Regions from separate parts of the Anas platyrhynchos genome. Here region 2 is linked to region 1. A link is a contact called in public Hi-C data. All regions are on one chromosome and are shown on one strand. The core of a region is the stretch at or near the end of the contact, and the rest is flanking DNA. Distances in the headings are between cores, read along the strand shown. Region 1 has its middle 19 kb from the start of TRAM1. Region 2 overlaps NCOA2 (nuclear receptor coactivator 2).

Region 1 (4,536 bases), core at 1,171-3,670:
TCGAGGACTAAGATTGCTTTCCTTAACAGCCCAGAAGCTGCAGCTTCTGTTTACGTGAACCCTTTATGTATTGAAGTAGGTCTTCCAGAGATCTTCGCAAGAACTGCATTGTATTTCTATCTAGGTGTGTGGGAGGGAGGGTTATTCAGTTTCTCTGGGTTTATTTTTCTGTTCTCAAAAAGTTGGCTAGCCAATTTTTAGGTCATACTTCGGTTTTGTTCCGTTTGTGACTCAGCCCTTTGGACCTGCATTCTAGAAGGTGGGGATCAGCAGGATCAATAGGCAGTCTTGTCCATGTTGGTCATTGCTGGCCTAATGATCTGTGTGGAAAATTTTGGTATTGAAGGGACTTGAACACCACCAAGTAGAGACAGTCATGATATTTGTATCATTTACAGGCATGCTGAGAGTTTGCATGCAGGACACACTGTGTTCCGGTGGATGGTAGTTTAATGCCTGCAGGCTGTAGTACTTACTAGTCATCTTGTTAAGCAAGTGCTTAGATTATTCCTTGGGCTGGGTATAACAATGTCCAACAAAATTAAGGCTTTGGGGGGAAACTTAGGAGAGATCCTTTGGAAAGAACAGGACTCTTCGAAGGACTGACATCTGCTATCGTCTGTTCATTGTATATGACTTTCTCACACTGTTAGACGTGGATTATCTTTAGATCACTAGATTAGCTTGTGTTTGTTTGTTTTGGTTGTTGTTTTTTTTTGTTTGTTTGATTGATTGATTTTTTCCCCTGTAGATTGTTGTGATGGATCTCTGGGAGGGGGTATGCCCTCTTCTCATTGCTGTCCCCTTCTTTCACTGCTCCCTGAACTACTCTGTTTAGGATCTGATGAGCCTAGCTCTGTACACATTAAGGAATTTGGTGTACTTCTCAGAACTAAAATAGAAGCAGTGCCTGAGTGTTTCTGGAGCAAACATGCAAGGAGAAAGCAGCACATCAAAGCAATATATAGGGTGTCATCGGAACCTGTTTAATGGGACCTGAAACTCTTTAAGATGAATACATTTTGATACAACTCATATTTCAAGTGAGGTGTTTGAATATAGCTCACATTCAGCTAGCAAGTGCCTTTCTGTCAGTGAAACGGAACTGCTATTAGCATCTACAACTGTCGGTTCTCCTTCTGTGAATGATGGATGAGGAGTCCTGGGCTGCAGCTGCAAGTAGGCTTCTGTCTGCCTCTTAGAGAAGTTCTTTTGATGTTGACAAGAAGAAAGTCAACGACTCCTTTTTCAGGTTTAAAAAGAAAAAAAAATGTGCTACCTAGTTTTAAATCTAAGACATTTGCTCTTGATCTCTTGCTATGTGTCCTGTCACTTTTATTTTGGGTACCTGCAAATACTTTATTTTTATCTGTCTCGAGACTGGCAAACTTGTTATGTGAGTGCCAGAAATGACAACTCCTTCCCTTCTTACGCTTGAAACTTTTTTTTTTTTTTTTTTTTGCAGAATCGGAGCATCTAAGGTGTAGCTGTATAATTTGATAGCTCATCAGTATTCATTTTTTTCTCCTTATTTATTGTGGTTAATGTTTAAGGTCAGGCACGATCATGCAGCACAATGCGGTTGTCATTTCTTCATTCCCCACACAAGAATGTTATACAATTTGATATACTTGGGGGGTGGGGGTTGCTGAGTCCTGACTGTTCTGGGAGAAATTGGTATTCCTGGATGTTTTCGTTAGTCTCAAAGCTTTCTGTATTTCATTCACTGTTGTTGCATCTCATGGCACTTAGTATTTCTGAATCTCTGGATTGTAGTTTTGCTGTACGCAACAAAGATATTGGGAAATTATGGTCAAGGACGTTGATCTTTGTCTGTGACTTCTTATGTTGATTATAAATGTTGAAGAATGTATCTTGCATTGTAATGAACAGCTTAAAAAAATCAGTCCGTGGTGATGGGAATACTGTAACAGGGTAGGAATTTCAGCTCTCAAACTTGAGGCAAGAAGCCAAGCCAAAACTATCTTGTGTTCTCACGCAGGTGATTCCTCCTCTTTGTTTCTTAGATTCATCATTACCTTTGTTTTGTTTATTTAGATTGTAAGTTCTTTGTGGCAAGGGTTGTCTTTTGTGTGTGTGTGTGCGTGTGTACCCAGGCCGGTAAGGCCTGGAGCCCCAATCTGTGGAAGCTGTAATAAGCAATCACCTTGTTATCGTTTTCCTGGATATCATAATAAAAAGTATCTAATTAAAACTGTGCTCGAATAGTCTGTTACAGAAATGGAGGCTTGCTAACAGTCAAGCAGCATCAGTACCAGAGAGAGACTTCTGGTCAAAGACAAATACAGTGTTCTTTGTGAGGATATTTACTTTAACCAGTGAACCCAACCAGGAAATCATAGACTGAAGAGGAATGTCCCATAGTTCAGGCTGGAGCTTGCACAAAATTTATCAGGAATCCAAGGTTGAGTTTCTCACATTTGTCAACTTGAGAAAAGTGCATTGGTCCTCCCTTATAGGGAGGTGTGGCTTGTTTGCTGTAATGCTTGTGCAGTGCCTTGTGTCCTCTGAGTAGCACTTCCAAGCTTGGGAGGGGAACCACAAACTTAGGGAGAGAACACCAAAAGCCCTTCTGGGAAGTTTCTGTTGTGGCCTGGGAGCTTACAAGTCAAATTCAGATGTTTCCACTCTTCTTCAGCTAAGCAGTTTCTAAAGACTGTAGGCTTCAGGTTCACTGATACAGAAGAATAAAATTTCATCCAATCCTATAAATAGCCTCTACATTCACGCCAGTGGTGGTCTAAGCAAGGTGGTAGGGAACTGATTACCTTAACCTGAGGTAAAGTTGAACAGCTTGTAGAAAATGTGTGCCACAAATGTTACCTTTGAATAGGTTTGATCTTTACATGGTGGAGGGGTTGGCACCAGAGTCAAGGCTCTCTGTAGTCAATTCGAGATAAATCAGAGATTTTCTCCTAAAGAACTGTTTAGCTATTTTTAAATCCTGCATTTGTAACTTGTAAATCCTCTAATTAATTGAAAGAAAATGTTAATTGGAGATTAGTCATCCATGAAGGCACATCTGGTTCTTGGGTTCATTACAATTGGGTCAATTACAATTGACACACTTGTAGCTTAAAAAGAAATTGTGTTAAAAAATCAATAGAAAAAGCATAATTTTAAGAACCACAGCTACTTCAGGGATAGATGTAGCTGTCAGATCACTAATTCAACTGCACCTGGTGAGGACTGGCAGATAAAATACATAAATGGCAGCTGGGAAGACTAACAAGTCCTGCCTTTCCCCAGCTGCTCCACAGTATGGTTGTCTTGCCCTACTGCCCCACTCAAAATAATCTAGCAAATACTGCCGGGAAGCGGAGCAGATGCAGCCTTATGAGCCAAATCATGTAATGAGTTTGGGATGCTGGGAAAAACAGCCACTAGAGGCCACCACAATCTTTCTGGCAGCTGTGTTTTAACTTGGGTATCCAGCAGCCAGCAAAAAAAAATAACTGAAGGCCCATGCTTTTGCTGCCTTTTCAGCAAAAATTACTTTTTTCTTCTTTTAAGTAGTACTCTGAGGTAACTAAGAAAACAGAGCATTGAACTAAAGTAAACACAACTCCTTGTAGCTCTGGATCTTGCTGCTGATATAATAGTAGCAATAATAATAATAAAATTCTGCAGGTCTTAGAAGATGACCTAATATGGATGGAAGCTGTTTCATGGCTTTTGTTTGAGAGAGCAAGGTATAGCCCTTCAGTATTAAAGCTTTATTTTATTCCAAAGCTGCAACATCTTTGATTAAAAACAACATTGAGAGTGAACTGCAAACCTTAAGTTAGATCTGCTGGCTGTGTGTAGTTTTGCAGGCAAGTACACAGTGCTGTGGCAGACACTGATTCCTTTGCTTAATGCTTATGTAAAATAAATAACAGAAAACCTATTCTCCAGCAATTTTTGATGCTTCCAACACGTAATTGTTAGAGGATTTTATAAAATTTTCTGTTTTTATCTGCTGATAGGAGACCTTTGTTTTGTGAGAGCATTGCTTATGGACATCTCCTTTTAGATGCCGCAGGAGCCATATGAGAACTCTGCCTGCAGCAGTTAAAGTAACTTCAGAGACAGAAATGCATTAAAAATTGCAGCTTATAGCTTTTGTCTTTGGTCATACAGAAAGGTCTTGTTTCTTTAGCATATGCCCCCTTTCATGTAGAAGAAAGGAGCTTGGGGTGATATTGGCAAACTATACACAACATATTCATTTTTGTTAGCACCTTTGGGGTAATTTTACCCTAGTCTGCTTAAATAACAAAAAAAAAAAAAAAAAGTAATAAATAATAATGCACTGGCTTTAGCTGGGCTCTGGTAGGATTGCATTTTCTGCTGGAAACTGTTGCAGAGCAGGATAATTTAGCCCTGGAAGAATAATAAGAAATATGGCTCTCCTTCAGGAATGTCTTGGGATTTTGGTGGAGTCTGGGCAAAACTTTCCTGAACATCTGGATTTGGGTAGTCCTGGTAAGAGATGGCAAACTAGCTGAATCATGTTATTAGCTGCGAGCGTGC
Region 2 (4,536 bases), core at 574-3,073, 200 kb after region 1:
CACTGAGGGAAAAAAAAAAAAAAGAAGAAAAAAAAAACTTGAACAGTAGGGATGGTAGAGTGCTGAAAGAAATTCCCTTGGGAAGCTGTGGATTTTCTGTCACTGCCTGTCTTTAGCAAAAGGTTATATCAACTTCTGTTGGAAATGGCAGACACTGGTTTTCTGCCTTGAGGCTTTACATTTCTTCCAGTCCTCTTGGTTCTGTGATTTCCTACCACTTTGCCACTAACACCAGCCTCCAAATCACCCACGTGCTGTTTTTTAACAGAGTAAACTCTATCCTCTCTGCACTATATAGCTTGATCTATAGGTGTACGAGGTCATGTGGATGGAGTAAAGTGTAATACCATGTTTATTTGCAGCAAATCATCCCAAAAAGGTATGTAGAGATGTAACCTAGGGACATCTTAGCTTTGTCTTCAGATTAGCAGTGGCAGCAGCAGTTTAATACAGCACTAGCACACCGTGTCTTAACTAGACTGAGTGCCTTGGTAGATAGTTTGAAGGTATTTCATCTCAGGTATTTCTATATTGCCTGGTGACTGCAGTGCAAGCATGCTGTGAATAAGTGATCATGTTCATGATGTGGTGGTGTGACAAAAAAGAACAGGAAGAATGGTATCACAGCATGTGCATGTTTGTATTGTTGTTTCTCTGGTCCCCATCTGTTGAGTCTGTCTGCTCGCTTACTGCTTCTCTTCTATGTTTGTAGGTTTTTTTTAAAAAAAAGGTACTGATTTGGGGTTGATTTTTGTTATAAATACTGTCAAAAAATGTTTCCTTTAAAACTTAGTGGTAACTGAGGCAGTACTGCTTATTTGTATCTATTACACGAAAAAGTTGGTAAAGCCTTGCCTATTTAGTTTTAAAATTGGAGAGTATACGCTTGTAATAATTTCCAACTTTGAGTGAGCAAAAGATTTTAATTCTCAGTGTTTATAGACAAATAAGGCAAAAACATTACTGGTGAAAATCAACATTTTTAAGAAATATATGCGGGTCAATATTTGTGTTAGTATAGGATGAATTTAATCTTTTTGCCATCTTCATTTCATGTTAAATTTCTGTTGAGGGGTACATAACTAGATTTCTCTTTTTTCTTGCTGTAGACAGGTTACTTTCACAGATTTGAAAAGTTGTGATCAAAATAAGTTCTTAAATCTACTAACTAGTTGACAGTTGTTAATTTACACAGCATCATTGGAACGTGCATTTCTTGCCAGTTAACTTCTATACAGTTCTTCATTGTTATGGTTTTTAATGTAACAAAGAAAATACATGAGGGGAATTGTCTTAGCCATGAAGCAACTTTTTCATCGTATGCTTTTAATCAAGTCATAAAGAGACTAGAAATACGACTGTGCTGAAAGAAATATTTGCTTTACCTACATAAATCCCCATCTTCATCACTGTGGGATTTCTTTCACTGCCAAATTACATGTACTGCCTGCACTGATCATGACAAGAAGCCTCCTGGTTCCCTTTGGCGTGAGGTACGTATCATGTGGCTCTTTGTATGTACCCCTGCCAAGGTCTTGAAGGGGTGCCAGTAATGCCTGCAATGCCAGGGCTCTCCAAGAGCAAGCTAGATGAGCCCAGGGAAGGCTGCACTGTCCCTTTTTGACAACTTTGTGAGCTTTGCACTGGGCTTCTTGGAGGGAACATCTGAAGCCAGTGCAGGTGCAACAGGGCATGAGCAGGACACCGACAGCAGGCAAGCAGCAACGTGTGCCATGTTTTCTTTGCTTGCAGCCAGGCAGTGAGCTGGATAACTTGGAGGAGATTCTGGATGACCTACAGAACAGCCAGTTACCGCAGCTTTTCCCAGATAGCCGCCCAGGCGCGCCAGCAGGCTCGGTCGACAAGCAAGCCATCATCAATGACCTCATGCAGCTCACCAGTGACGGCAGCCCCGGAGCGGCTGTGGCCACCCAGAAACCAGCAATGAGGATTTCACAGAGCAGTGAGTCCGGCTTGCGCGCGTGTAGGAAAAGCTTGTGAAGTCCCAAAGCGGGGGCTGTGGTGTCTGTTCCTCCCCTGTCAAGGCAGGCGAGGAACCAAGGCAGTTTCTCAGCCTTTCCTTAGTCTTGTGTGATGACCTAGCGCCACCTGCGGTCGTCTCATTTTGAAACACGTTTGGAGATTGCATCTAATTCACACGGTGCGCTGCAAGTTGGTGCCCTTTTGAGGAGATATAAGGAAAGATTTCAAAATAAATGTTTCTGTCAGAACGGAATTCCCCTTCCACAGCTGTGGGATGCTGCTATTGCAGTGCTCTTGGCATCATGAGCATTTGCATTTCGTGTTGACGTAGATTGCTCTTTTTCAGCAGATCTTTTGGTAAAAGGGATAAGTGAGGCTTTCCAAAGGATGAAAGAAAATATTCTTCTAAAACCACAGGATAAATAGAAAGAAATATGATTAAGATGAATGCATAAATCTAATTTGAAATTGTGGCTTTTAATTGAGTCACTTCCAGCTGACCATGTTCCTTAACTTTATCAATTAACTTGAAAACAGGGGTTGAAATATTAGTATGCCACCATAAAATAGTGGCAAGCAAGCAAAGTAAGAGTGTTATCAGCTATGAATGTTGAAGAAAATAGCATACAAGGTCACTGCTTCATTGTTTTTTCCCCTGTAGGCTAGGATGGCAGCATCTGTTCACTTCCTTAAATGTGTAGTGCTGGTGTGGGTTTTTTTTGTTGGCTTTTTGTTTTTAATAAAAGTGTTTAGAGCACATTTTTAATAAGAATTTATTATATGAAAGTATTTTTGATTATATGATACAGTATATGATTATATAATATAGTATATGATTATATGAAAGTATTTTTTCTTTGAAGAATAACACCAGTTCACTTGAAACGAACGCAAATTATTTCTTAGAAATGTTTAAGTAGATATTAATGTTTAAATTTACATTAAAGCCATTTCACAACCTTAAATTATTATTCGTTGAAACTGAATGCAAGTATGGGAGTACTAACAGCAGCAGCACATAAGTCATCTGAAATCTTTAGTATATTCTTTCTGAAGCAAGGTCCGTTGGTTCTTTTTGGCTTTCCAGAGTTAAGCCTTTCCTTTAGCTGATAAGTGTTCAATGCCAGGTTAGTTGGGACTTGGAGCAACTTGTCCAGTGAAAGAGGTGCCCTTGTCCATGGCAGAGGGATTGGAACCAGGTGATCTTTAGAGGTCATTTCCAACCAAAGCCATTCTGTGATATTCCTTTCTCTTATCCACATCCTTTTTAAATGGGATGTAAACTGCTTATTTCCTAAAGTTTCTTCCAGGAAAATGTTAACATCTTCATTGCTAGACAATGAATTTTTGATGACTTAGTCTGTCATTTATTTATTTATATTTCTCTCTATATATTTAGGTATCGTGTAGTAAGATTTATGACCAATGATGGTCTTTTTTCATGTTGTATCAGTCTTTATTACCACAATGTAAAAGAACTGTTTTGCCATCTTACTTTTGTCAGAGGGTTTGCTGGGCTAAATCTTTAAATTTTGATGAGTCATTTAGAGGATGTGTAGTACCAAAACATTTAATGTGCAGTATTGTCAAACAGGATATTGGTTTTAATAGTAAATTAATATAATTGTGTAAACACAGTATTATTGACTCTATATCTGTGTATAACATAGCACAAAGGAACTTTTGCACATCTTTGGCTTTAAATGTGCTTTCAAAGCTACTGACTACAGTAACAGTATGATAATAAATGAGAACATCTTGGTGGGTAGCAGCAGTTTTAAAAAGGAGGCATCCTGTTTCCCTTGTAAATTAAAATACTTAAATTTTTCCCCTAGCTTCCATAGTCTTGTTTGTATCTGTGCCTAATTCCCCTAGGAATTTTCTGCCCTGTCTTCAGTAGAAGAGCGTACACAAAACAGGTGCATAGAAATAGTGAGTGGCTTTTTGTATGCTCACAGAAAAGCGATGTAGAATGAATGTCAAATCATATACAATTTCATTCTTTTTTTTTTCTTCCCAAAGAAATAACTACCTTTCATTTTTTAAAGGTTTTACATTAAAATACTTTAAATGCTTCAACCCATTAATTTTTTTTTTTTTTTAATTGTTGAAAGCTGTTAGGTTTGCTAGATTCTTAGAGTTTGATGCCTGGGGGACAGAGAGCTTCCTTCAGTCCTATCCTGACCAACAGTAGAGCACAGTCATGTCTCATCATCCATGTTGTTATTTTGTGCTGCACTTCCAGCTTTCCTTTTTGTAGTGTCTGTGATTGCTTTCAAAGCTGTCCCTATAACAATAAGTTACTCATCTATGTGATTTTTCAAACTACTGGGGAAAACTGTTCTGAAATTATCAATAGTGATAAACTTTGGATAAATCCAAGACTTTTGTGTGCCCCTAAACTTGGGAAAGTCATTTTTGTCTCCTAAGTAAGTTTTGCTTGCTTGTCTGAACAGACAGTGAAGACAAAATTTTGATCTCATGGTTAGGAGTTAGGTGTATGTGATGTAATTTATTCCTTCTAGATACATACAAGCAAATTCACCTAACAGA

What was found. Hi-C and Micro-C count contacts between places; a contact is called where the count stands out from the background.
Region 2: a contact with region 1 is called in a Hi-C map of liver, with 3 times the contacts expected there. The contact joins two enhancer-like sites. A contact is called at or near these places in 3 of 8 Hi-C or Micro-C datasets (liver, skeletal muscle and subcutaneous adipose tissue).

The regions. Positions count from the first base shown.
Region 1 is chr2:34,410,416-34,414,951 of IASCAAS_PekinDuck_T2T, forward strand. No RefSeq gene overlaps it. Among named protein-coding and RNA genes, the nearest start is that of TRAM1, 19 kb to the left of the region's middle. Within about 2 kb of position 2,421, at least 2 of the 8 cell types and tissues checked have an H3K27ac peak or open chromatin away from gene starts, as enhancers often do.
Region 2 is chr2:34,612,613-34,617,148 of IASCAAS_PekinDuck_T2T, forward strand. It overlaps NCOA2 (nuclear receptor coactivator 2), which reads left to right. Exons shown (of 25, transcript XM_038173626.2): 14 at 1,753-1,963. Among named protein-coding and RNA genes, the nearest start is that of PRDM14, 41 kb to the right of the region's middle. Within about 2 kb of position 1,824, at least 3 of the 8 cell types and tissues checked have an H3K27ac peak or open chromatin away from gene starts, as enhancers often do.